Linked DNA regions of Mus musculus: region 1 is linked to region 2. The links are chromatin contacts, called in public HiChIP or PLAC-seq maps. All regions are on one chromosome and are shown on one strand. Each heading gives the region's core, a stretch centred on a gene start, on an enhancer-like site or on the middle of the called end of the contact. The rest is flanking DNA. Distances are from core to core; before and after follow the strand shown.

Region 1 (3,039 bases), core at 95-2,594, 330 kb after region 2:
TAAATGTAAGCAAAATGATTATGTGATTCCTCTTGTGGAATAAGTTCAAAGTGCAGATGTCGCTCACTGGTACAGATTTGTCTAACAGTGACAAGGTCCTTGGTCAAGTCCCAGCACACACACACACACACACACACACAGAGAGAGAGAGAGAGAGAGAGAGAGAGAGAGAGAGAGAGAGAGAGGCACTGCATGTACTATTGTCCCTTGCCTGTCACCACTTTCATCCCTGTCTCTGCTCTCATTCCTTTTTGGTTGCTTGTTTATTTTTGTTACTGAGTTATTGTATGTTTGTTATGTTTTGTTTTGAGTCATTGCCTCATACTTCATCCCAAGCTGGTCTGGAATTCTATGGAGACATGGCCTCAAACTTATGTCCATTCCCCTGCACATGTGGAAACCAGAGGTTAACATCAGCTGTCACTGTTAATTGTTCTTTCCACCTTATTCTCTTAGACAGGGACTCTTAGTGAACAGGGAAGCTCATGAATTTGGCTAAGCTGGCTGGACAATTAGTTCCAGGAATCCACCTGTCTCTGTATTCCAGGCCCAAAAGTGGGGTTACATGTGTCTGCCACTATGCTCAGTTTGAGTTTGAGTCTAGCCTGAGGTACATTTTGAATTCCAGGATAGCCTTGGCTGCAGGTGAATATTGACAGCATTAAATCCGCAAATAAACATTGTTTTTTTTATTGTGTTTTTAGAACCTTGCAGTGCACTCCTATATTTGCACATGTGCCAAGCTTGTGTCAGAGAAATGTGTTGGAGAGTTGCTGCAGTTGCTTTCATCTCTTCTGTTAGACATCACAAGGACAGGACTCATTATTGTATTTGCTGTGGAAGGCCATGGAGCTAATATCAATCCAACTTGTTAGATGTCAGGCAGTGTAATATGTTTTATCTCATCGAATTTTCATAAAACCTGGTAAAGAAGTTACTGTAATAGTCTGTGTTTTGCACAAGAGAAACTGGACTCAGTCAGTGAAGTTAATTGTCTTAATTGAAGCCAGACGATAAGTATCAAGGCTTCAATATCCTAAAATGTATTATGATAAAAAGTTTGCATATATGGTCCAATTTGTAAAACAAAAAAGTATATATACCTATATAAGTGCATTTGAAAACATTAGAAGAAAACATAAGATGTTGACAATTGGTTGATGTCATGTTTTTTTTTTCTATTTTATATATTTGTTATTATTTTCTGAAATGGAATCTTACTGCATGCCCCAGGCTGACCTTAAACTCCCAATCCTCCTCCACACACCTCACCAATGCTGGGCTTACCAAGGTCCACCACCGTGCCTGGTATGGTTTCTGGGTTTTGTAGCAAACAGGATGAGGAAGTGAAGCCAGGAAGCAGATGAGTTCCTTGTGTAACTCTAAAGATTGCTAAATCTAAGAAGTCTGGTGGTAAGGTGGTAATTGTTCTTAAGTAAAGAGGAAAAAAAAACATAGTAGAGAGTTAAGGCTAATCCAAAAGGAAGGGAGATAGAGTCTGGAGCCGAGTAAGAGGAAAGCAAAGGAACCTAGTGCCAAAGCTGGAAGGGAAGGGGTCAACTTGAGCCGAAAGTCTCCACTTCAGGGAGGCTGGAGGTGGGAAGGTGAAAGGCGCGGGTCAGTGGGCAGGTGAAAGAGGGTATAACCTAATGACCTATGTCTGTTCATTAAAATCCAAAGCTTGGTGCTGGGCAGAGGGCTCTAAAGGCAAGAGTCAGGTAGTGGATATGAGGAGATAGAAAGGATTTGGAACAATCACTGAGAGAAATGTGATATCGATGTCTAAAATGACCGCTGCCGCATAGCCCTTGGGGCCCCAGTGGGGGCTGGCCAGCCAGGCTTTGTAGTGGAGCCAACTTCCTGACCTTCTCCAGCAAGAGCAGGCTGCCTGAGAGAGGGTAATGGCAAGAATGCACACAGGGCTAGGGTTTTCACAAGGCTGGGGACTGGCAGAGCAGGTGCTGCCAAGAGGGAGGCAACCCAGGCAGAGCTAAAATGGCTGGCCATGGGCTGAACTGGAAGTTGCTGAACGGAAGCCACTAATGGCTTCTGGGAAAGGAGAGAGATAAAGAAGGGCAGACAGGGGGCTAGCTGTGAGGACTGGCCTCGGAGCAGAGGGTGGGGGTGGCAATAGAAGGCTAAAGTCACAGAAAGAAGTGTCTCTGAGGTTGGGATGTTCCAAGTGGGCTGCTACGGGACCCTGGTGGTGTGAAGAAGCAGTCAAGACATGCCAAGAGAGCACAGGCAGAATTCAAACAACACTTACCTGAGCAAGGATAATGTAGCATTATCAAGGTTACACAACATTCGTTCCATTCAGCAACTCTGCCATAAGGAGCTTTGTCTTACCCACAGGCTTCTGTGCAGGATGACTGCATAAGAAGAGGCAGGCGCTGCACCAGTATCTGTAACTACATCTGATGAGAAACATCCTGAAATCCAATCGTAGCGCATTACGTTTAGTCCATAAAGTGGGTGCCGTTCCTGTCCTGTGCTGCTATGAAACAATCGCTGTGTAGTGAGCCGGAGAAGCAAGGCCCAGCAGTCTGTGTGTGTAGTGTGCAGTGCATTTGACAATATTGGCATAGAACACTTGATGAGGGAGACACAAACATTAATATTGGTTTCTTCAAAGACAGCTGTTGGCAAATGGACTGCAGCTGGGAACTTTAGCCTGGGGAGAAAGATGGAATCGGACACACACTTAAGAAAAAAAAAAAGCCAGGGTTTTACTATGTAGTCATGGTTAGCTTAGGACTCACTCTGTAGACCAGGCTGGTACTTATGTCTGCTTCTGCCTCTTGAGTGCTGGGACTAAAAGCTTTCACTTTTACATCTGGCTCCTTTTGTAAAGAGTTATGAAACTTGTGTGTGTGTGTGTGTGTGTGTGAAAAACGAACACTGTTGAGTACATACGATGGTATATACATGGAAGTCAAAGGGTAACTTGTGGAAGCTGGTTGTTTTCTTCCACGATATAGCTCCTGAAAATCAGAGTCAGGTCATCAGGCTGGTGAACAAACATTCTTATTCACAGAG
Region 2 (2,825 bases), core at 23-2,522:
AAATGTATGTGTGCAATCCTTTAATTCCCCCATATTCCCATCAAGTACGGTTAATATGCTTACTTTATCTATTTATTTGTTTATTCATTCTTTTTTTGTTGTTGTTGTATAAGATTGAACCCAGAAGCCGGGCGCGGTGGCACACGCCTTTAATCCCAGCACTCGGGAGGCAGAGGCAGCCGGATTTCTGAGTTCAAGGCCAGCCTGGTCTACAAAGTGAGTTCCAGGACAGCCAGGGCTATACAGAGAAACCCTGTCTCAAAAAAAAACCAAAAAAAAAAAAAAAAAAGATTGAACCCAGAGCCTCTTAGAGCCCAAATGTACTACTGCTCTGCTCTCTTCCTGGCTCTTTTATTTTTTCAAACACTAGTCAGTCAGTTTGTTCGTTCGTTGGTTAGTTAGTTAGTTAGTTGTTTTTCAGCCAGGGTCTCACTTTGTAATGCAGGCTCGTCTGGAATTCACAGTTGTAATTCTCCTACCTCTGTAGTGCTGGGATTACACATATGTGTCGCCACACCTGACTAAAATCAACATGTAAGAAATGGCATCTTATTTGGTAATATATGAATCTCTATCAGCATTTCTTTTGTGTGTGTTGCAGTCATGTGCAAGATGTCTTTCTCCATCCCTATTCCACCTTAACAATTTTTATTTTGAAGCAAGATCTTAATTGTCTGGGTAGGTCGAATATGTATGTGATTCTCCTTTCTTGGTAGCTGGGCATAAAAGCCTTTTTTTTTTTTTTAAACCATACTTGGCTTAAAATGCTCATTTTATGTAAAGGCAAAAAGCATTTTAGGGTCTATTTCTCCTAAGGTTACTAAGTAGTTTATTTTTCCTTTTGGATTGGTACTCCACTTTGTAGACCAGACTGGCCTTGAACTCAGAAATCCGCCTGCCTCTGCCTCCTAAATGCTGGGATTAAAGGCGTGCGCCACCACCGCCCGGCTGGATCTCAAATCTTATGACTAAGTAAAAATTTGTGAAAGAACTGGGCCTAAATCTTGAGGAATCACATCATGATTTAGAGCTGTTTAGACTCATGAGGAGGGAGAAAAATGCGGAGTGATTATCTGGGAATCCTCTGGGAGACGACAGAGGGCCTGGGGGCTGCGGTATGGCCAGTACCATTTTCTTCAGAAAGAAAATTATCAGGCCCACCTAGTCAGATAAGAGTTCCGGAACTGCCTTTGGTGGCGCGCGCGCGGGAGAACGCCCAGCGGAGCCTCCGGGGACGGAGCCTGGGCGGGCCGAGAGGGCGGGCCGAGGGGCGGAGCCTGGCCGGCAGCGTTTCTGAGCCATTGCTGAGGCGGCGAGGGAGAGCGTTGGGCTTACCTCACTGCTTTCCGGAGCGGTAGCACCTCCTCCGCCGGCTTCCTCCTCAGACCGCTTTTTGCCGCGAGCCGACCGGTCCCGTCATGCCGACCCGCAGTCCCAGCGTCGTGGTGAGCCAAGGGGACTCCAGCAGAGCCCCACAGCCGGGCCCCATGCGCCCGGTGGCACAGTGACGCAGGCCGGAGCCCTGAGGCTCCCGAGGCCCGCTCTGGGCGCTGGGGCGGCCGGGACTCTTTGATGGCGGGGGCGGTCAGGGATTCCTGGAGTCTGGCTAGATGCCCCATGAGGGCGGCGGGCAGGACGGGATGGCGGGGTTCGGGGGTGGGGATGCCCCTCCAGTGAGCCCCGACAGAGAGAGAGGGCAGGCTGCGTGTGGACCAGGAAGGTGGCAATGGCGTTGGACTTGACATGTGCGGCCGGCGGACGCGCGCGGTGGCAAGCGGCGGAGGGCGGCTTCAGGAAGGATCAGGCGCGGGGAGGGCGGGGGAGCTCTCCTGGGAGAGGCCCAGCTCTACAAGTTTGGGGTTTGGCGGCCAGGGAACACCTCTAGAAGGAGCTTCGGTTCCCAAGACGACCGCATGAGAGGGCATGTTCAGGCCTGGACTTTGCCCCTAATTCTGCAGATGCCATAATTCATATTTGTGGGAATGCGCAATCACTCCGTTGAATCAGCGCTGCGGCCCAGGCAGTGAAAATCACGCCTATTTTCCACCTGAAGAGTGGAAAGGCGGCTCGTTTTTTGTTTTGTTTTGTTTTGTTTTTTTACCCCCCCATGGCCCAGAATAATGGGCTTTGGCTTCAGATACACTTGACTTGGGAGCCCATGCCCTTGGATGCTGTGGGAATTTAAAAAAAAAAAAAAGTATGGATTTGGTTGTTACGTTGGATGACTTTTTTCCACACTCATCTTCAGATATCCTGCCTTTTCTCCCATTGGCTCAATTTTTTCTAACCTGCCAAGCTCTGTCTCCCCTATCAATCCCAACGCCATAACCTTGCTGATCATGCTTGCTAGAACATCCCATAGCTCCTGCTTCTGATTAACGACTTTAGCCTGCTCTATTCTTATTCTTGCCTCTGGTACTCCTTAAATGTCATATTATGCTTTATATACTACAGATTTAGCAGGTATCTGGTTACTTGTTGGTTGACTTTCCCACTCACACGTACTTTATCTTGATGTTTTCAGGCAGGGTCTTACTATGTAGCTCTGTCTGGTCTGTAATTGGTAATGTAGACCATCAAGCTGGCCATGAACTTGTGACAGTCATCCTGACTCTTGCCTCCCAAATGTTGCATCACTGAGTCTTGCTGGTTTTTTAAAAATTCATTTTAGGGAATGAACCCTTGTTCTACTGGGTAAGCAAGCTCTCTACTCTACTGGGCCAAAAGCCAGGCCCCTAAACAAGCCTCAGCTTTAGGTATAGCACAATGTCTGGTTTGTGGCAAGTTTTCACTAATAGTTTGTTGGGTGAATTAATAACCATTTG

Evidence for each region. HiChIP or PLAC-seq counts read pairs in DNA pulled down with a chosen protein or histone mark.
Region 1: a contact with region 2 is called in an H3K27ac HiChIP or PLAC-seq map of acute myeloid leukemia, with 2.6 times the contacts expected there. The contact joins the enhancer-like site here to the promoter of Hprt in region 2. A contact is called at or near these places in 3 of 39 promoter capture datasets (HPC-7-derived erythroid cells, frontonasal cranial neural crest and second pharyngeal arch cranial neural crest), 2 of 115 datasets of contacts at active chromatin or transcription factors (acute myeloid leukemia and astrocytes) and 1 of 9 other capture datasets (adipose tissue).

Annotation. Positions count from the first base shown.
Region 1 is chrX:53,319,422-53,322,460 of GRCm38.p6, forward strand. It overlaps a transcript of Fam122c not described here. Among named protein-coding and RNA genes, the nearest start is that of Fam122c, 48 kb to the left of the region's middle. Within about 2 kb of position 1,345, at least 27 of the 459 cell types and tissues checked have an H3K27ac peak or open chromatin away from gene starts, as enhancers often do. A contact at or near this core is called in acute myeloid leukemia, where this site is marked.
Region 2 is chrX:52,986,806-52,989,630 of GRCm38.p6, forward strand. Hprt (hypoxanthine guanine phosphoribosyl transferase) reads left to right here and starts at 1,273. Exons shown (of 9, transcript NM_013556.2): 1 at 1,273-1,445. The coding sequence starts at 1,419.